Linked DNA regions of Mus musculus: regions 1, 2, 3, 4, 6 and 7 are each linked to region 5. The links are chromatin contacts, called in public ChIA-PET, HiCAR-type, HiChIP or PLAC-seq and promoter capture Hi-C maps. All regions are on one chromosome and are shown on one strand. Each heading gives the region's core, a stretch centred on a gene start, on an enhancer-like site or on the middle of the called end of the contact. The rest is flanking DNA. Distances are from core to core; before and after follow the strand shown. Region 1 holds the start of Akap8l (A kinase (PRKA) anchor protein 8-like). Region 2 holds the start of Ddah2 (dimethylarginine dimethylaminohydrolase 2). Region 3 holds the start of Ddx39b (DEAD box helicase 39b). Region 4 holds the start of Zfp871 (zinc finger protein 871). Region 5 holds the start of B3galt4 (UDP-Gal:betaGlcNAc beta 1,3-galactosyltransferase, polypeptide 4). Region 6 holds the start of Prrc2a (proline-rich coiled-coil 2A). Region 7 holds the start of Csnk2b (casein kinase 2, beta polypeptide).

Evidence for each region. Promoter capture Hi-C pulls out the DNA fragments that hold promoters and counts their contacts. ChIA-PET counts read pairs in DNA pulled down with a chosen protein or histone mark. HiCAR-type assays count read pairs that join an accessible place to other places. HiChIP or PLAC-seq counts read pairs in DNA pulled down with a chosen protein or histone mark.
Region 1: a contact with region 5 is called in a promoter capture Hi-C map of cranial neural crest. The contact joins the promoter of Akap8l here to the promoter of B3galt4 in region 5. A contact is called at or near these places in 7 of 39 promoter capture datasets (the HPC-7 cell line, cranial neural crest, frontonasal cranial neural crest and 3 more) and 3 of 115 datasets of contacts at active chromatin or transcription factors (astrocytes, embryonic forebrain and microglia).
Region 2: a promoter capture Hi-C map of liver shows a contact between it and region 5, with 2.8 times the contacts expected there. The contact joins the promoter of Ddah2 here to the promoter of B3galt4 in region 5. A contact is called at or near these places in 4 of 39 promoter capture datasets (cranial neural crest, liver and pre-B cells), 1 of 484 Hi-C or Micro-C datasets (B cells), 7 of 115 datasets of contacts at active chromatin or transcription factors (embryonic stem cells, extraembryonic endoderm stem cells, large pre-B cells and 2 more) and 1 of 9 other capture datasets (liver).
Region 3: an H3K27ac HiChIP or PLAC-seq map of embryonic stem cells shows a contact between it and region 5, with 2.9 times the contacts expected there. The contact joins the promoter of Ddx39b here to the promoter of B3galt4 in region 5. A contact is called at or near these places in 8 of 39 promoter capture datasets (cranial neural crest, embryonic stem cells, hippocampal neurons and 3 more), 1 of 15 datasets of contacts at CTCF or cohesin (large pre-B cells), 5 of 484 Hi-C or Micro-C datasets (the CH12 cell line, cerebellum, ganglionic eminence and 2 more), 12 of 115 datasets of contacts at active chromatin or transcription factors (T-cell acute lymphoblastic leukemia, astrocytes, bone marrow-derived macrophages and 5 more) and 3 of 9 other capture datasets (adipose tissue, liver and pancreatic islet).
Region 4: a contact with region 5 is called in a promoter capture Hi-C map of hippocampal neurons, with 2.3 times the contacts expected there. The contact joins the promoter of Zfp871 here to the promoter of B3galt4 in region 5. A contact is called at or near these places in 6 of 39 promoter capture datasets (cranial neural crest, embryonic stem cells, hippocampal neurons and 3 more) and 2 of 115 datasets of contacts at active chromatin or transcription factors (pancreatic cancer cells and stem cell-derived neural progenitor cells).
Region 6: a HiCAR-type map of astrocytes shows a contact between it and region 5, with 4 times the contacts expected there. The contact joins the promoter of Prrc2a here to the promoter of B3galt4 in region 5. A contact is called at or near these places in 3 of 39 promoter capture datasets (the C10 cell line, HPC-7-derived erythroid cells and cranial neural crest), 1 of 484 Hi-C or Micro-C datasets (B cells), 3 of 115 datasets of contacts at active chromatin or transcription factors (astrocytes, embryonic forebrain and forebrain) and 2 of 9 other capture datasets (adipose tissue and liver).
Region 7: a contact with region 5 is called in an RNA polymerase II ChIA-PET map of memory CD8 T cells, with 5 times the contacts expected there. The contact joins the promoter of Csnk2b here to the promoter of B3galt4 in region 5. A contact is called at or near these places in 8 of 39 promoter capture datasets (the C10 cell line, cranial neural crest, embryonic stem cells and 4 more), 3 of 484 Hi-C or Micro-C datasets (B cells, CD8 T cells and uterus), 11 of 115 datasets of contacts at active chromatin or transcription factors (astrocytes, bone marrow-derived macrophages, embryonic forebrain and 6 more) and 2 of 9 other capture datasets (adipose tissue and liver).

Annotation. Positions count from the first base shown.
Region 1 is chr17:32,349,155-32,351,854 of GRCm38.p6, forward strand. Akap8l (A kinase (PRKA) anchor protein 8-like) reads right to left here and starts at 1,423. Exons shown (of 14, transcript NM_017476.2): 1 at 1,333-1,423. The coding sequence starts at 1,345.
Region 2 is chr17:35,057,756-35,060,455 of GRCm38.p6, forward strand. It overlaps Ddah2 (dimethylarginine dimethylaminohydrolase 2), which reads left to right and starts at 1,280. Exons shown (of 7, transcript NM_001190449.1): 1 at 1,280-1,517; 2 at 2,348-2,700. The coding sequence starts at 2,410. Clic1 (chloride intracellular channel 1) reads left to right here. Exons shown (of 6, transcript NM_033444.2): 6 at 575-964. The coding sequence ends at 736.
Region 3 is chr17:35,240,266-35,243,014 of GRCm38.p6, forward strand. It overlaps Ddx39b (DEAD box helicase 39b), which reads left to right and starts at 1,481. Exons shown (of 11, transcript NM_019693.3): 1 at 1,481-1,587. It overlaps LOC115488830 (a small nucleolar RNA gene), which reads left to right and starts at 2,413; the gene lies at 2,413-2,489.
Region 4 is chr17:32,786,963-32,789,662 of GRCm38.p6, forward strand. It overlaps Zfp871 (zinc finger protein 871), which reads right to left and starts at 1,325. Exons shown (of 4, transcript NM_172458.3): 1 at 1,176-1,325. The coding sequence starts at 1,178. Gm17115 (predicted gene 17115) reads left to right here and starts at 1,432. Exons shown (of 2, transcript NR_168031.1): 1 at 1,432-2,111; 2 at 2,425-2,700.
Region 5 is chr17:33,950,225-33,952,924 of GRCm38.p6, forward strand. It overlaps B3galt4 (UDP-Gal:betaGlcNAc beta 1,3-galactosyltransferase, polypeptide 4), which reads right to left and starts at 1,264. Exons shown (of 1, transcript NM_019420.2): 1 at 1-1,264. The coding sequence starts at 1,038. It overlaps Rps18 (ribosomal protein S18), which reads right to left. Exons shown (of 5, transcript NM_011296.3): 3 at 2,179-2,367; 4 at 1,997-2,088; 5 at 1,774-1,894. The coding sequence ends at 1,819.
Region 6 is chr17:35,163,599-35,166,298 of GRCm38.p6, forward strand. Prrc2a (proline-rich coiled-coil 2A) reads right to left here and starts at 1,279. Exons shown (of 31, transcript NM_020027.3): 1 at 1,137-1,279.
Region 7 is chr17:35,119,788-35,122,548 of GRCm38.p6, forward strand. It overlaps Csnk2b (casein kinase 2, beta polypeptide), which reads right to left and starts at 1,505. Exons shown (of 7, transcript NM_009975.3): 1 at 1,335-1,505; 2 at 658-740; 3 at 1-69. The coding sequence starts at 729. It also overlaps a transcript of Gpank1 not described here.

The sequences.
Region 1 (2,700 bases), core at 173-2,672, 1.6 Mb before region 5:
CATACCAGTCCCCCACCTCCACCCCCCCCCTGCCCATACACACATTATATAGATAAGACAAAACAGGACTCCAGATATTGCCAAATGTACCCCTGGGAGGTGTGAGGCAGGCAAAATCACCCTGGTTGAGAACCACTGGCCTAGAGGATGGTTGTTAAAAATCCCAAGGTTCTTGGCAAGCATTTGACCCAGGGGCTTAGGAGGACTGGCATAAAGCTCAGGTTCCATTGAAAGCCTTAAACATTCCAAACAGAATGTGGGTTATCCAGCAACCACTTAAGTTCAAGCCTGAAATACCTCCAGTAAAGTGGGAGGCACTGTCTGTGGCACTGACTGATAAGTTTCATTGGCAAACCCAGGGAGCCTTGGCAACTAACTCACTCAAGAATGATTCTACAGTCACTCAAGCATATTCCACACCCCTCACCATGCTCCTCACCCACCTTCCTCTTTGCTCAAATATCACTGATCTAAGTAGGTAGGCGGTTCCAGCCCAGTATGTTTTACAGCGACAGCTATCTTTACTCTTTCCTATTTTGCTTACATCTCTTCTTAAACGTCACCCTTCCCAGAGGCTTCAAAGCTCTCCGTGTAATGGCTGAATCTCTTCAGGATACCCAAGACCCAAAATAATATATTTATTGTATTTTGTCTGTCCTCGCCTATAAGATGCTTAAGAAATTCTTGTCAGCATTCAGTGTCTATTCAGCACCTGATTCGGTAAGTTGAGTGGAAAGTAGTCATTCGTCACCAGGGTTCAAGCTTGCTCTCTAAAGCTCCCTGCAACGGTTCAGAGCCTTCATATAGATTTACAGATTCTCACCGCCCCCTGGGGGAGTGAGGTAGGGGAGGTTGGCTCTCCCCCCCTCCCGCTTTATACCAGATGAAGTGGGGGGAGTGCCATGAGTAAGGGTCTGCGACGTTTTGCACAGAAACTGCTCAAGGGAGGCAATGGCGACAGCAGCCGCCCCAACGGACTGATCTCAGAAGCTCAGGCCTGAGAAGCGACGTCTTAGACGTGGGTGTCCGTGGGGCACTAGCCAGGGAATGACGAACGGAGGTGCGGGAAGCCTGAACCTAACGTTGAGGCCCAAGACCTACGGTCACAGAAGACACAAGCAAATCCTTGAGTAGCCAGGAGAGTCCAAGATGCCCGGCTGAGGTCAGTGAGAGCCGAAGCTTGAGGGATGCGACCCCGAAGGGAAGAGCCTAAGACGCCATTTTGTGACCACAGAGGGCAATGACCACGACACTACAAGAGGAGATCCTAGCATGACTCAGCCCGTCCTGACGCCCCGGCCCAGAGCGCTGCCTTCACCCTGTTGGGCCTACCTGTGTAGCTCATGGCCGCAGAGAACACCCGAGCCGTGGACACAGACCGCTACTCTGCGCGTCTGACGCCACAACAATCCCTGGGGTCCTTCCACACACGCTCCAGCCCCGCCTCCTTATCTCATTGGCTTCTGCAAACCTCGGACTTCACGCCTATTGGTTTCGCTACCTGTCTATTTTTACACCTCTTCGTGACAGTGGTTGGAGATACTGCCAACCCCCGACGACCCCGCCTTACTCTCCGCCTCCTGTTAACAAAAACCTGCGCCAATAGGCCAAGGGGAGAAGATGGAAAGGTTCGAAGGGGCGGAGCTGCATGCAACCTAGAGGTCCGAGCCCACGCGTGTGCTCGCCTGGTGTGTGCGAGCGAGACACTTGCCAGCGTGAGCAGAGACGACCGTCTTGCGCCCCGCCACTGAAATGAAGTCAAGAATGGTAAAGCCATGTTGAAAGGAGAAAATTAGTATCTAACTGCTAAACAAGGTCCTGACAAACGTTATGTGAGATAACGTTAAAACAAACGAAGAAGGCCATGTGTAGTAGCTGACTTCTGTAACCCCAGAATACCGGAGCCTGAGACAGAATGACTCGAGTTTGAGGTCAGATTATACTATATGAATTCTAAGCCACTCTGGGTTCCAGTGAGTCCCCGTTTCAAGGAGGGGTAAAGAATTAGGGCCAGTTTCACAAAGTAAATAGTAAATATTATTTTCTTATTAATCGTTACATAACAATTAATAGTGTTTGTAAGGATATAGCTTGGTGGAAAAACATTTTATCCTAGCATGTACAGAAGGCCTTATGTGAGCTCTCCAACTGCAAAATAAAGATGCTTTTGAAAATTTTATGTGTATTAGTGTTTTGCTTGCGCGTGTCTGTGTGAGGGTGTCAGATCACCTGAACTGGAGTTTCAGACAGCCCTGAGCTGCCATGAAGGTACTGGGAATTGAACCTGGGTCCTCTGGGAAAACAGCTAGTGCTCTTAACTGCTGAGCCATCTCTCCTGCCTCTCAAAAACCACTTTAAAAATAACTGTTTATGTGTATGCTATTTGTTATACAAGTAGTATATCTCAATGTATCATATATTATTGCAAATGCTTGACATAAGAACCTATGTTCAATGCTCAGCTCCACAAAACGAAAAATGTAACCCAGTACCAGCCTTGTTCTAAGCACTATGCCTGGCTCCTCCTGGCTGTGTGGAAAGTCACCATGGGAGGTATCCTTGGAAGAACCCTAAAAATAAAACAATGGATAAACTACAGCAAGCTCTGCTTCTATGATTCATGTACCTTCTTATGGTTTTGAGAAATGTTAAAGTAGGTGTTCTATTGGTATTAAGGAATGTTTATCAATTCTTTTTAGG
Region 2 (2,700 bases), core at 30-2,529, 1.1 Mb after region 5:
GTTGCCAGCACCCACATGGCACCTAACAGCATCTGTAACTCAGACCAGAGGATCTGATGCACAGTCATACAAATAAACAAACGCCCATCCTCATAAAATAAAAATAAGTCTAGCCAGCATGGTGGTGCACGCCTTTAATCCCAGCCCTTAGGAGGTAGAGATGGGTGCATTCCAGAGTTTGAGACCAGCCTGGTCTACAGAGCAAGTTCCAGGACAGCCAGGGCTACACAGAGAAACCCTGTCTTGAAAAGCCTAAATAAATAACATCTAAAAGTACAATTTTTAAAGACTCTAGGCACAGGGTACATGTCTGTAATACCATTCCAGAGATCATCCAGCCTGCGTGACACAGAGAGACCCTATCTCAAAAGAACGGCAGCAAAAAAGCTTGTAAGAATCGAAGTTCATTGGTCTGGCATCCTGGACAGGGCTCGGTTTTTTGTTTGTTTTGTTTTGTTTTTTGTTTTTGTTTTTTACCTGGCAGACCCTAAAGGAAGAGAAAGTTCAACAGCTTCAAAGCAAAGCAAGCATGCCTTCCCTGGGGCTAACACACTGACCTCTCTCTAACCTTTAGGTGGTGTGCAAAAAGTACAGAGGCTTCACCATCCCAGAGGCATTCCGTGGAGTGCATCGGTACTTGAGCAACGCTTATGCCCGGGAAGAATTTGCCTCCACCTGTCCAGATGATGAAGAGATAGAGCTAGCCTATGAGCAAGTGGCCAGGGCTCTCAAATGAGCACTTTTTAAAGGGTCCTTCACCCACTCTGTGCTCTCCACAGAGGCTTCGGGGGGCTTCCACGTTGCTGCATAATGGACACACTCCGAAATTGCCAGTGGGCAGGAAATCCGGGGCACTTGTGGGGTGGGGCTGTGGGATAAGGCAAAGGATAGTGGACAAGGGTAAGATTTTTATTTTGGGATGGGGTGGGTAGGACAACGCATTTCAGTAATAAAATACAGAATGGAAAAAAATCTAGTGTTGTTTTTACACAAAGACGGCTTAAAGTGTAGTGGGCTCCAAATGAAGAGAAGGGTCAGTGATCTTTTAAGCTCAGTGTAACTGCTGGGAATTTGGGAGGGGAGTGTTTGTACAGGGGCTGCCATGTTTTGTATCTGTCCATAAGAGGGCTGTTTCGTGGTCCACATCGCGATTGTAACCCCACAGCCAGGGCTAGCAGGATCAGGGTGGGCCTGGACACTGCTCTGGGGGCGGTGCCTGAGTTCAGGGAAGGGGGGCACTCAGCCCTGGAGGAATGGGCGCGGCCTAGCAGGGCGGAATGGGCGTGGTCTTAGAAGGTCCCGCCCCGTCCCGCTTAGACAATGCCCCGGAGCCGCCAGACCATCGCGCCCCCGCCCCATCGTCGTACGTGAGCTCGCCTACCCTGGGAACCCCTCAAAAGCCCGAGCTATCCGTCTCTCCAGCTTGAGGACTCAGACTCCCATCTTCATTAACTCTCTCCTCTGGGGGTGGGGCCAAGGCTGAAATCACAAGGCTGCAGGAGTGGAGGTGGCCGCTGGTGAGTCTGAAGAGGGGGCTGTCTCCGAAACGGTATGGGGAGACTGGAGTTTGGGGGTGCTGCATACGTCCCTGCACCGGACGGAGTGTGCGAATAACCTGCACTTGGGCGAAGAGCTGGGCGGGGTAGACTTTAGAAGATGGACAGGGGTACGGAGTTCTGAAGCCTGGAGTGGCTCCACGCCGCGCCCCTCCCCCGTTTCTCCGCCCTCCAGATTTCGTTTAAGACCTCTCCCAGTCCTCCGGGACTAAGTCTGGTTTGTACTGGGTCGCTCGAAGGGCAGCGTGACGACCCGGGGTGGAGAGAGAGGATGCTTAACTCCTTAGATTCTAGTTCCTCGGGTTTGCGCCCGTTTCCCTTTCTCCTTCGAGCATACGGGACTTCACACCCCAGGTCCTGATTCACCACCCAGTTTTCTTTTCCAGTCCTATAACCTCTGCGGGTCCCTGGCAGGACTTTGGGTCCCTCCTGCTGCGAGCAGCTGAGGGTTAAGGGGGCGGGGCCGCCGCATTTTTGGGGAGTGAGCGCATCCTAGCGGCTGCCAGGAGGGGCGCGGGGCAGGGACCTAGCGGAGCCCCGAGCAGGGGCAACAGGTGTTTGGGAGATTAAGGATCCAAGTCTTGTTCCCTTGGGCGCCTCTTAAAGCAGATCCCCGGTGAAAGGAGGCTGAGCGGGGTCCACAGAGCCAGAAGGTTTGGAGGGGGTGGGGCAGAGTGGGAGGGGCGCCTGGAGATGGCAGGAGGAAGACCTAGGAGCTTTTAACACTCACCCCTTCTCTTCTTTGCATGTCTTTCTCTTCTACCCCCACCCCTTTCTGTTTCTTCTCTTAGACCAGTGAAGTCAAGAGAAAAAACAAAACAGCTTGGCTGGAAGGGGCTTCGGTGTGGATGTGATGGGGACGCCGGGGGAGGGGCTGGGTCGTTGTTCCCATGCCCTGATCCGGGGTGTCCCCGAGAGCTTGGCATCCGGGGAAGGTGCTGGCGCTGGTCTTCCGGCTCTGGACCTGGCTAAAGCTCAAAGGGAGCATGGAGTACTAGGAGGTAAACTGAGGCAACGACTAGGGCTGCAGCTGCTTGAACTGCCTCCTGAGGAGTCACTGCCGCTGGGACCACTGCTTGGTGACACGGCTGTGATCCAAGGAGACACGGCCCTAATCACAAGGCCCTGGAGCCCAGCACGTAGG
Region 3 (2,749 bases), core at 231-2,730, 1.3 Mb after region 5:
GCTTGAGGCCAGTCTATATAACTGCTCAAACTCAGTAACAGAGAAAGGAAGAAAAAAATGGCAAGACAGATGAGGGGCACTCACCTTGCTGTGGCCCCAGTGGCCCAGGTTTTAAGCATTGTTAAAATCACAGCCAGCTGTTAAGACAATCCCTTCCTGCCCTGGCTACCTTAACGAGGACTGTCAGCATGGCCATTTTGAATCTTCTATAAAGTCTTTGAGGAAACCACACAGCTAATGGCTCAGCCAGGATTGTTTCTGTCCTCTCTCTCCTCCCCCAGTGGAGGGTGGAACTTCCCATAGTCCAGTAGCAGGAAGATGTGTTATCACTGATGCCAAAGGGACAATATTATGATTGGTGCAAACACAAGTCTTCATTTGCACGAGTTTGCTGTTTGCTGTGTTTGGTGCAAACACCCTTTGCTGGCTGTAAAGCAGAAAGTTTGGCTCACTTGGGTCAGCTGGGACAAACCTTACTATGCTACCCTCCACAATGTCACATTAGGTCCAGTAACAGGAAGACAGTGGCTAAGAGCCCGCCAACTAGGTCACTAGGAGAGTTCCTGGAAACGCTTCAAAGCTAAAGGCCCAGGTACCGCACTTTCTGGAGCTACAGTTCGTAATAAGTTACCAGGGCCGAGGAATTCCCACTCCTCTCTGATTTATACAAAACCCGCCGGCCTGCTGCTTAGGGCTGCCAAATGCGGAGGGATCAAAAGCTACCAAGCCCCAGCCCAGAGAGCTTATGCGTTGAGCAGGACACAGCCAGCTGGTTGGCAACACTGATACTTAGTGTTACTTTGTATTAATATTAAGTGTCCTTAATAGGGAAAGCCCGAGCTTGTGTTTATGTAGCAAGGCAACAGGACAACACTTCTGCTATATGTAACATCTCAAAGGGAATACCACATGGGGGGAGGGGGATGTCCAGGCTGAATAATGGAACTGAGATTATTCTGCTGCTCTAGTTAGCAAGAATTATGGAAAGGTGCATAACCTCAAACCCCACCATTTATTTAGCACCTAGACAGAATGTAAGCCTCCATCTTTCGATATAATTTTGGGTAAATCCTGCCTATTCTCTGCACGACTGTAATGGGCGTGGTCACGTGTCCCCCTCCCCTCCAGCAGAGGCCCGAGTTAGCCGCTCTCGGGTCACCTTGACTACGAGGCTAAGGACCCCGTGAGAAACGCTTCTCATTCGATCGCGGAGTCCTCCATGCCCACAGAGAGGTGCCCAGGGAGAAGCCTGGCGTGGCAAACAAAACTAAAGTAGAGCCGACCGTCGGAGGGTGTTGCATAAGCGTAGAAGAACAAAATGGAGAGCTCTGCGGGGGAAGACGTGAGTTTCCTGTCGCGCTCTTGCTACTGGCGACCGGAGGAGGCGTCGTCTGAAGCTTCATTTCAAGTGGGCGTTCTGCAAAGCCAGCCGCGGAGCGCGCGCGGCGAAAGCCTGCTTCCGGCTCCTTGCGCGTGCGCCCTGGCGGCCGGGAAGGCGGGAGGCCGGGGCGAGCCTGGAACCGGAAGTGAAGGCAGCTTCCCGCCTCCGTCCCCGTTGCTGCCGCCATACACGCTCGCAGTGCTTAGGTAAGCTTTGGCCCTGTGCACCATCCACCGCCATCTGCTTCTCCCGCGGCTCGCCCCGCCGCGCGGGTCCCTGATACCCGGTGCCGGGCCGGCGCCGTGGCCGCCGGCGCGCAGGCGGGCGTCCAGTTCTGTTGTCTTCACCCCTTTCTGAGAGCAGATCTTGGCGGGGAGCTGGGAGACAAGGGGGGAACGATCCAAAATGGTGGCCTCGGCCGCCATTGTGTCTCCGCGCTTCCTGGGTGTTCCAGTGGGTCCTCTGCCCACCCGGGGCCGCGGCGGCCGGAGGCGGCGCCAGGAGGAGGGCGGGGCCCCTCGCATCTCCCCTCCGGGCCTTTTCTTGCTCGCCCAGGGATGGGAAGATCTCGCTCCGGGGCCCGTCCAGCCCTTTGACCCCGCTTTCGCTGCCTTATTTGGAGCTCTCTGTGAATGGCTGCCTCTGTGCGTGGCCGATGGTGTCGCGCACTTCTGGGGAAGCTTTTCCGAGAGCACTGCAAGGCGTTCCTTTCTAAGGCCACCCGGCTCACACTCTTAATCCTGCATCGTTCTCAGCTGTGACCTTAATTCCTTAGTGCGACTTTTAAAATTAACTTTGGCAGCGCTGAGCCGAACCTTGCGGCCTCTCGCGTTACTAAGCAAGCACTGCCATTGAACTGCACACACCCATCTTTTTCAAAACAAAAAAATTTTTTTTTTCTTGAAATGGAGCCATTCATACACTTCCCACCCTCCGCCCCGCACCACCCTCCTTCCTGCTTCTGTTCCCCGGTCCAGGTGTGCGCCGCTGGGACGGCCACTCGGGGGTTTCTGAGCAAGAGAATAGCGGCAGCCACATGATGTTTGCATTTGGGAAGTGAGCGCTCTGCGCAGTGCTGACCCTTATCTATCACCCTTGACTGATGGCTGACGTTGGGGATCACCACCGTGAGGTGGCAGGAGAAAGCGCAGTCTCTGTCTTCCCTTGTCCTTTGTGTCTCAACCCTCGTGTGAGTCGTTAGTCACGCTCATTTTACTGCGGTCTCCCAGTTGGCTCCTGCCTGTCGAAGTGTGTGTTACAAAGTCTGGTTAGCGGTGGAGCCCACTCTGTCTCTCCCGTCTGGTGTTCCCGTTTCTTATGTCATGAGTCTCTTTGTTAACTCTTCTTTCGGGACAAAGGTTTCACAGT
Region 4 (2,700 bases), core at 75-2,574, 1.2 Mb before region 5:
GGAATATCTGCTTTCCAACAACGTCAAGCCTAGAATGACTCCATTTTATTAAATAACAACCTGGACTAGTTACTCAAAGCCCCTCCCCCGAAAAAGGAAGGGCAGTACAACTTGTTTACGCAAGCAAAAAAAAAAAAAAAAAAAAAAGGCCCACTATCTCCTAGAAAACTAGGAGGGACAAACTGACAATATCAACAACTAAAAATATACCAAATTGTATTAGAAACACCACACAAAGTATACAACATATAATCCCCTCACCTGGCACTACGAAGGAGCATCCCCAAGCCCAAAGGATGGCAGGCAACTGTCACACTTACCCACAGGGAAGAACTGAGTCAGTCCTTTGGACTCCATCTCCAGTGCGGTTTCTCCTGCCCAGGACATTCAGCCAACTTCAAATTGACTTACTTCAACGTTCGGTGCGCGTATACTTGACATCTCTGTGTCTACACTGCTAGGACATCATCATTGGTCCCCTTTCAGATTCTTCTTTGCACCCGCCTCAGCTCAATGCCTCCTACTTCAGGACAGACTCTAAACTCAACCACTTTGGCTCTTAGTCATTCTGTGATCTGCACATTTTGTATGTTTTTGTGTGAAATGTTCATGTGTGATCTTCCAGTTAACGTTAGCAATTAGATTGTTATATAAAAACGCGTTGATTGCCAATGGCTGGTTAGCAAAATCGGGACTACTGGATTAATTATTAACGAAATACACATGACTTGTGAATTATTAATTATTCGATAAATTCTGGCATTGGAAACACACAAACTTGTCCCCCCTGTTTATGACAACACGCCCAGGACACAAGGTCACCACACCCTGCGGCTTCCCTGCCCCCCAACACACACACACACACACACACACACACACGAATTCCAGGGTCCCGTGTCTCACCGCGACGCTGCCGCCACCGCCCAGGCTGCGGAGCCGCGTCGCTGCGGGTGCCCGGATGCCTAGGGAGGCCATGGCCGCAGCACTGAGCTCTTAGCAAAGGACAGGACCGCAGCTCTGCCTGATGGCCCAGCTCCACCCAGAGGGACCCGGGCAGCGCGGCCCAGCAGAGCAGATGAGATGCAGACTCAGCTGCCCTGGAAGGCCGCGTCCCCACTGCCGCCTCCGCTTCTAGCGGCGCCCTCCCCGCAGCCGGGACGCCTGGCCGCACGTACCATTTCCAATCACCGGGTGTCCTGCTGTTCTCCGGCAGCTCTTGCAGTAAGTGGATGGAACACAGACACTGGGGAAAACAACCTGCGGGTCTCTCTCCACAGAAGACACAAACGCCTAAAATGGCTGGACGGGAAGTGGCATCCTCCGCTTCTGTGCCCGCCCTCTCTCAACATCTGAAAATCTCATTGGACAGTTTATGCAGCCAAGCAACTTTTCTTACTGGCCAGTGAGTCACGTGCACGCCTCCCAATGCTTAAATGACAGAAAAAGCATCCTCTCGAGTGTACTGTGGCGCCAAACCTCTAATCCGAACGTAAGGCTTGATACTTGGGGTCTAAACTGGAGGTGGGATTCCCAAACTCTACTTCTGGCGTTACGTGTGAAGGGGATGAATACTTTATATTTTACATGGATTTAAACATACGTAGAAGTCTATTCTTTAACAAAGCAAAGATGTCGGCTAAATTCTATTTGCGTGAGTGAGAAATGGCATTGAAAAGAATGATGTGAATTATGCCTATTTGGCTGCGCTTCTAATATTCTCTCTCATTTTGTGATCGATGGTTGTCACCAAGGTCTCTGTGGCTGGGGATTTACCCATTCTGCTTACTCTTTTCAAATTCTCTCTTGAACCCACCTCGCCACTATTGCCCTCACAAAGTCACTTCTAGAGCAAAACATTTTGGGAATGGAAGGACACAGAACCATTCTTAAGATTCGAAGCATTCCAAAGATTCTTCAGTAAGTGGAAGTTTGCGCAGGTCGCAGCGGAGCTCCAGGACTCTGAACACATAAACCTGGAATACTCCACAGATGACTTCCAGGGCAGACATTCCTGCAATCAGGAGAACCAGCCTGACTGCGGAGGTAGAACTAAGTTCACAGAGGAATGGTAGAAATCAGAAAGGAAGCCTTGAAGAGAGAAGATTGGAATTGTAAGCCTGCTCTGGGTGCTGAAAGCGTTATAAGAGGCCGGGGGTGGGGGGGTGGGGGTGGGAAGCAGTAGACAGATAATAGATTCCTGCTGTGAAGAAGGTGAAGAAGGTGCAAGCTTGGAACAATGTCAGGGAACCTGCAGACAGGTATTTTAAGTGATATTTTAGAAGACAGGAGCGAAAATAGGAAAGCTAAAAAGACTTGAGGCGCAGCCAGCAAGATGACTAGATGGCATTTACAGATTTTGTTTAAGAATTTATTATTTTTTTAAAAATATGTTTGTGTGTCTGTGTGCATGTCACGCAAGAACAGATGCCCATGGAGGCCAGAAGAGGGCACTGAATCCGCGGAGATGGACTTATAAACTGCAGAACGTGGGTCCTGGTACAGAATTTGGGTACTTTACAAAAACAATATGCACTCTAAACCACGAAGCCAGCGTTCCAGCCCCCAACTCTTCAGACTCCCACCCAGTTCTCTCTTCTTCACATTTATAAAAAATATTTAATATTTACTGACAAATTAGCAGACTGTGTCCTTCTCTGCTTTCCATTTTTACCTCTTTTCTCTCTAGTTCCTTTCCCTATC
Region 5 (2,700 bases), core at 14-2,513:
CCTCTCCCCATTCATGCCGCTCACCAGCTTCCAAGCTTCCTGCATTTGCCAGGGATCCACCTTGTGGGATGTCAGCAGGAACTTCCCGTAACAGCACCGATCCAAGGGGTAGTGGGTAGCACCAGCCAATTTGACACAGTGTGTGGGGGCAAGGCCCCCTCGCCTTGCACTTACTCCCACAAAGACATCCTCTAGAGGTAGAGGTGGGGCCCGGCTGGCCACCTTCAGGATGAGCTGCACAGCAGAGATGGACAGTACATATCCTGTGCCCGAGGCATAGGGTGGAAAAGGACCCCAGTTTTCCGGCCACAGTTCTTCTGACACATGGTGCCGGGACTCTGGTGTCCGAGTGGGTCTCACCCTCCAGTGCACCCTGCCTAAATACAGAAGGGGCACTGCCTGGCCTCTGTGCTCTTCATGGATAGCTGTTGTCTCTTCCTGGGCCTCTTTGCCCTTCTGCCATTGCTCCGAAGGCCCCCCTCTTTGTATCAGCTCTGACACCAGCTCTGGGACGTTGACATACACGTCATCATCCGTCTTGAGGATGTAGCGGGCCATAGGACAGTATTTGTTCACCCAGTTCAGTCCACTGAGGGTCTTGAGGGTGAGGTTGCGGTAGGAATCCTGGAAGGAGGCCTGCAAGATATCCCTGTGTGCTGCTGACTCTGAGGACAGGTCAGCAAGCTGCTGTCTTCTAGGTTTTCCCAGGAGGAAGAGCGTCTGCACTCTGAAACCCCGGGCTTCGCGGATGGCACCCCAAGATGCCCGAATGGCGTTTCTCTGGTTCAGGTGCTCCGGGGCCGTACACACCAGGATGAGCAGGAAGGGAGGGGGTCCGGAGCCACCACAGGCATGAGAGTTAGAAATCAAGAGGCGGGGCAGGGCGAGGGGCGGTCCTGGCGAGGCTGGGGCCGGCAGCAGGGATGCCAGGGACAGGCTCAGCAGCTCCTCCCCCAAGCCTGAAGGTCCAAACAGGGTCCAGATGATCACCAGTAGTAGGACCGCCAGGAGGACGCGCCGGAAGAGGCTGAGGGGCATGGCGTGCCGCAGAGACCTGTGGGCACAGCTGTTAGAGCGTGGGGAGGTGGGAGGACGGCTTTAACCAGCTGCTGCTGAGGAGACGCGGTGACCCATGCGCGGGGCTCTGGCGCATCACAGATGCTGTTCTCCAGATGCTGTCGTGCAATGCGGCCCTGGCCCACCACAGCTGGCCCCGGAAGGCTTCGTTTCCCTAGCTAGCGTGCACGCGGAACTCCGCTCCATCCCGCCCCTCCCCGCACCTTCCCATCATGCCTCTCTAGGCCGGAAGCCGACAAGCGGCGTGCATTTCACATAGGTCCAGCCCTTCCCGGTCCGTCCCTACTGTAAAGCACGCGGAATACCAGGCTGCTTTTCTAGAGCAGCCAGCATCTGCTGTTAACTCACCCGAGCAGCAGCATCTGGCGGAGCTGTAGCCACTTCACAACAGCTTAGCACGGCTACGGCAGGAGACTCAATTGAAGCCTGCCCAAGCTTCCCCTGGAGGTTTTCAACACCGGCTGCCCCACCTTTAACAGTGGTTGCCGCCCAGTTTGCTGCACCTAAGGCAGTCTCCTTGTGAACACCCAACAGAAAGGGAGGAGCAAACACCAGCAGGAGCCTATGAGGGACATTTCCGTTCAAGTGCACCAAGAGCACTGTACCCAGAAGGCACCTGCAGCCAGATTAAACTACCAGAGCTCAGGATCGCTGTGGCATTAAGTACTATCAGATGGAAGACAAACTGAGACGGAGGTCATAGGTATATAAACTATTTATTAACAGCAAAGGCCCAGAGACTCATTTCTTCTTGGATACACCCACAGTTCGGCCCCTGCGGCCAGTGGTCTTGGTGTGCTGACCGCGGACACGAAGGCTGCAGAAGAAAAAGATACAGGTCACAGAGCAGCAGGAGGCGAGCCGGTGGACTGTGCAGCCTGATTGGGAGTGGGCAGCTTAAGCCTCATCACCCACTTACCCCCAAAAGTGGCGCAGCCCTCTATGGGCTCGAATTTTCTTCAGCCTCTCCAGGTCCTCACGCAGCTTGTTGTCTAGACCGTTGGCCAGAACCTAGATTTTGAGACAGGGGAGACAACTTTATCTCCTGATTCTGCACCCAGTTTTAACGGACAACCCGTGTCCACCAGTCCCCTAACACACCTGGCTGTACTTCCCATCCTTCACATCCTTCTGTCTGTTCAGGAACCAGTCTGGGATCTTGTACTGTCGTGGGTTCTGCATGATGGTGATCACTCGCTCCACCTCATCCTCCGTGAGTTCTCCAGCCCTCTTGGTGAGGTCGATGTCTGCTTTCCTCAACACCACATGAGCATATCTCCGCCCCACGCCCTGAGGTCAAAAGTTTGGGCTATTAGACTTTTGTTTTTAAAGATCTGAGTACAGAGTTTTCAGAGATACCAGAGGGTATCAGAATCCATTACAGATGGTTGTGAGCCACCATGTGGTCACTGGGAGCCTCTGGAAGAAGTCATAGCTTTTAACAGCTGGATTCTCTCTCTAGCCCAGTCTATTTGTGTCTTATGTTTGCCTGCATTGTATGTCTGTGTGTCTGTGGCACACTGACCAGAGGCCAGAAGGCGCTGATGTTCTGGAACTGGAGTTAATGGTTGTTGAGTGTTGGGTCATTGAACCTGGATCCTCTGGAAGAGCAGCTAATGCTCT
Region 6 (2,700 bases), core at 29-2,528, 1.2 Mb after region 5:
CAGGGGCTCCACAGAACCCCTGGATGCAAAATATTCCATCTATTCCTTACATAGCCCCCACACAGGCTCTTGGAAACAATTCTGCTGGCAGAAAAAAACAAAAAAACAAAAAACTAGTGGACCCCATGTAAAACTGAGGAAAACCACAGCATGACGGAGCTACCTCGACAACACCCTGTAACCATGGGCCAGGCAGCAGAGGCCAAACCCAGAACCAACTACCATTTTTATCCTCATCCAGTCTCTTCATAAGCAGTCATTTGTTCCCCTAACAGCCCTTACTCCTCAGGCAGGAAAAACTCTACATCTGAATCCATCCTCGAGTGACCGGGCATTCATTTGTGGGTGGGAACAGTGTGAAAAAGAGATGGAAGATAGCAAGAAAGCATGCAGGCCTAGGATGAAAGCCAAAATCGGGGAGAGAACTAACTTTACCACAAGCCAGAGAAAAGAAGACAGGGGTTGCTCTCTAGGCACTTAAGGAAGGCAATCTGAAATCTACCATGAAAGGGGGAGAAAGCAGAAAAACCGTAGAGCAGACAGATTTCAACTGCTAAAGAGAGAATCAAGCAGAAAGCAGGGAGGGAAGCAGGAACGGCTGAGGAAGGCTGACAAGGGGCAGTGTCAGGGGAGCTCAGAAGAAAAGAGGGAAGAGGAGGAGATAGGGCCATGGGGGGAAAAGGGAACGCAGAGGCTTGGGGGACGCAGAAAGGCGAAGATGCTGGCCGAAAGCGGGGCTCCAGAACCAGAGTGACTCGACGCAAAGACCAAGAAAGACCGGGAGCCATAGCGCCGGGTGGCAGCAAGGGCTCCAGAAACACCAAGAGCCCCTCAAAGGGTAGGTCTACAGGCGGCGGAGGGGCCCCGGGCCGGCCGAGGGGCCGAGGGCGCGACGCGAGCAGGAACCGCGGCCTGGAGCGCGGTCGTGCCCTGAGGAGCAGGCTGCTGGGCCGCGGCCGCCCCCAGCCCTCCACAGCGGCCTGGGAGCGGCCGGCGCAGGCCGAGGGGGAGGGGCAGGCCGGCGGCAGGAGGACAAGATGGCGGCGGCTGATGGCAGCTTCTCCCCCGGCCCGCCGCCGCCGCTGCCGCCGCCCCGCGCCGGAAAGGGCGTCAGCGCCCAGCTCGCCCAGACTCACCTAGCCGGGTGCGTGGGGGTCCGGGACCCGGGCTCAAAGGCTTCCCGGGGCGGATGGCGGCGGGGCGGGGGCGGATGGCGGCGGATGGCGCCGCGCTCGGCTCCTCCCGTCTCCCTCGCTCACTCCGCGGCTGGGCTCCGACTAACGGCCCATCCGGGCAACCGCCGCCCCCGGGAACACCCCCCACCTCCCGCCTCCCTCCGCGGCTGGGCACGCCCCCTTATTTGCATAGGGGGCGGAGCCCTTACTCTCCGACCCCTCCGCTCTTCAGGGCTGTCCCTACTTTAAAAAAATAAAGGCAGTGTGTGGAGGATATTTGCATAAAGGGGAGGGACTTACAGACGCTAGGACGCCGGTTGGCTAGGGAGACGTCTTGGCGTCGGCAGTTGAGACGCGTAGACCGGGCGGAATGCGAGGCCGTTGGGGCGCAGAATTTACACGACGGATGGTGGGAGAAAAAGGATGCGCATGCGTAGTTGGTCCGCGGACGGCTGGGAGCCGAGAGACACGCAGGGAAGGGATGCTAGGCCCCGGTCACTCTCAGCGGAGAAGACGGAAAGAACTGCGACGAATGGAAGGGATTAGTTAGTCGAGGGCGGAGTTACATAGACCCTGGAAGAATTTCAGGTCTGGTGTCCATTCGTGAGAGGTAAACGCGTCAGGGAGGCGGGGCTTTCCAGTTATCAAATCACGTCATGCAAATGAAGTGGATAGGCAAGCCAATCAAAGGGTCCAGAGGAGTGTATCATTGACTTTCTTCGAGTAGGCGTTCTTCGAATGGTTCTGGGTATTTGCATAATATATGCAAACAATTTGAACAAAGGCAAGGAATGACCTACTCTTCCAAATTTTAGCAGCGACTAACTACGGCGGATATTTGACATTTAATTTTTATGCTCAATAGTTTTAAAAACTGTTTTTATAATTAATGTTCCTTCAACAATGAGTTTCAGCTTTAAAGGTCGTACTACTTCCCCTCTTTGTTTCTTAGTACTTGACTGTAGAAATCTTTGCCTCTCACCACACTTACACTTACTCAACATTTTCCTGTGAATTTTTATGTATATTGGTGGGTGCTCACTGGCCTTTACAAACCAGAGGTTGACGTCCAGAGGGCTCGCGCAAACACTTTATTTTTTGAGACATTCTTTTCATCTTTCAGTGAATCTTGATACTTGGATGGCTGAGCTCAGATTCCATATGGACTGGCCAAAGAGCTTGAGATCTTTCTATCTCTGCATCCCGGTGCTGAAGTTACAGACAGGAGTGATCTGCCCAGCCTGGACATGAGTACAGGAGGTCCAAACTTAGGTCCTCATGCTTGTTAGCAAGCATTTCATCCGCTGAGCCATTTTCCTAACTCTAGAAACATTTATTTGTTTTTATTTTATTTGTATGCATATCTACATATATGCATATGTACCAAGTGGGTTCCTGGTGCCACCTGGGTTCTTGGTTCCTGTACCAAGAGGAGTTCAGATCTCTTTGAACTGGAATTACTGGTGATTGTGAGTTCCCAGATGTAGGTGTTGGGGATCGAATCCAGGTCCTCTGAAAGAACAGC
Region 7 (2,761 bases), core at 255-2,754, 1.2 Mb after region 5:
TCGATAGTGAGGCACCTGCTCATTGAGTCCAGTAAGATTAAATTTGTCCTGGATGTAGTCTTCATCCACCTACGGGCACAGGGAAGCCAAGGGGTTGAAAATAATATAGGAAGGCCCATCTTCCACCTGGGCCCAAGAGATGTCTTATCCTCAGCCAAGTCACCTCTCGTGTCCTATTCCCAATTCTGCAGAGGTACTGAAGTCTCATAAAAACTGCAGGCCCTTTCTTTAAGGCTAACCATCTCCAGCAAAGACATAGACATTATTCAGCTTCGACACAAGCTTATTTTAGAAACCGCACTTGCCATCTTCTTGGGGATAGCAAACTCTCTGAGTTGAAGACTTGGGAATCATGAAGGCTAAACAGTTTAGTTTCTGAAAGGCATTTGTAATTTTCTACTGAAGCCACCGGGCTTTGCACATTACCCAACTTTAACATGAAATATTTTAATTATCCTAGTGGTCACCCAGAGGTACCTCTGTTAGCCATGCATATTGACAAAACCTTGAAATCCTAGCACTCAGGAGACTGAGGAAGTAGGACTGCCAGGAGTTCAAGGCCAGTCTAGGCTGCATAGTGAGTTCCGTCGAAATCTGCTCTCAAACAACATAAAATAAAACATCGAGGGCATGTGGAGTTGGCCGACCTAAACTCACCTCACAGAAGAATTCATTACCACGGAGCCCACAGAACCAGGAAATCCAGGACACCTCCTCAGAGCTACTCATCTTTATGTCCGCTGTGAAAGAAGAGCGTTAAGTAAGTGGAGACCAAGCTGTTTCTTGTCTCTTCCCTCCTCCCACACATTCTCCACAACAACGGAAGAATCTGAGTCCAGCCAGGCTTGAAGGATCCCGGCCTCTGAAGCATCTCCAAGCTTCTCTCCTTCACCTCAGCCCCCTTGCAGTGTGCTGGCAATAAGTTTCGCTACTTTCCAGAAAATGACAGGTCCTGATCTGTTAGTGTGACCCTCGTCCCTGGCGCTCCTCAAAGCCAGGCCCCTCTCCCCTCCATGTCAGCCGCGACAGGGCCCTCGGCTCCGGCTCCCCACCACCGCAGGTGCCTGCATGTTCCTGGCGCCTGTCCCAAGGCTTCCGAAGTTCATTTTCCCCAACAGAGCCGGCCTCTCCTGCACTCGCAGGGTTGGCGAAGGCACCACACTTCTGTGGGTCTCACGAGCGTCCCCAAAAGCCGCCTCCTCTCGCCCAGGGCCCCCGACCTCCTTCGGCTACCGACCCGGTCACTTCCTTCGTCGCCCCCACATCGAGGAGCTCCAACCAGAGTGCCGCGCCCAGGGACGGGCGACTCGACGCGGGGACAACCCCACACTCACCGGCCGGACGGGGACTGGGACTGGGGCGGGGAAGGGGAGCTGTGCTTCCAAGGAACCGCAGAGACCACTACAGCGCAAAAAGCCGACCCGGCCGCAGCAGACGAAGTAGGGAGGGGGGGGGCCACTGGAAACTGGTGAGGATTTGGGTGAGAAAAGGGCAACGCGCAGGCGCTAAGAACCGCCCCCTACCTCCGTGGACGCCGGGAGATGTAGTCCCGTCGGCAGAGAGAAACTGACGAAATGAGGGGAAGACAAACTACCAATCCCAAGAGGACCCGCGCATGACTCTCTAAGGGCCGCGAGGCCCTAGAGGAAGCCGCCTGGGGGCGGGGCGAACCGAGGCGCCACCGGAAGCGGAAGCGGAGCAGGGGGTCTTCCCGACCAGGAAGCCTGGGAAATATAGTCTTGTTAGGCTCGCTAAGCTGCCGGGTAGGTCCTCGGGCTGATTGTCATCCCTGCGGTGCTCCCTCAGCGTTCCGCTTTGCTTTTTTTTCTCCCTCTTCCCTGTGCCAGGCCAACCCACGGGATCCTGGTTCTCTCGCCAGGCCCGCGACAGAGTGCGCTCGGGCTCCGGCATGCGCAGAGTTGTGGTGAGGGACTTAGGTCGGGTGTGCTTGGGATGCGCTGAGCTGTGCACGCTGCGTGAGAACCTGGACCGCCCTGCGAGCTAACCTGAGGTGGGGCCAGCCATTCTGCCGCCGCTTGTCCCTTTGTACTTCTCCATCTCCTCAGAGCTGGGGTAGAGAGTTGTGCTGATGACCCTGACTGTTCTTCAAACCCTGCTCAGAGCAGTGGTGAGGGGTAACCGTGATGTTACTTCATCTCACAGCTCCTCGGCATCCCACAGGTCTCCCCACTGTGTCCTCAGAGTCTTTCTGAACGCGGAGGGTGGCGAAGGGCATTGTGGGGGCGTTATGTAAAAGCAGGACCCCAACCGACAGGCTCCCCCTTGGGTCCTCGCGCTACTGGGCACGCGATGCTTTACTACGAGGATGCTAGAAAAGGTTCTAGCGCGGGAAACTTGAACCTTATGGATGTTTTGTTGTTGTTGCTCCTGCGCATGCCTCGTTCTGCCCTGTGGCTATTTGATTGTATCCAATCTTACAGATTACAAGAGCGACATTTTGCGGTACAGAAGTGACAATGCAGCTTCCCCAGAAACCTCCCGGAGTAATGTCATGCCTGTTTTTAATCTGGGAAAAGGGGACCCCTAGATAAGATCGAGCAAGATTTAAAAGGTCGACCTGTGCGGGCCAGTGGTGGCGCACGCCTTTAATCCCAGCACTTGGGAGGCAGAAGCTGGCAGATTTCTGAGATCGAGGCCAGTCTGGTCTACAGAGTGAGTTCCAGGACAGCCAGGGCTATACAGAGAAACCCTGTCTCGAAAAAAAAAGGGGGGGGGGTGTCGACCTTATATTTCCTGTATG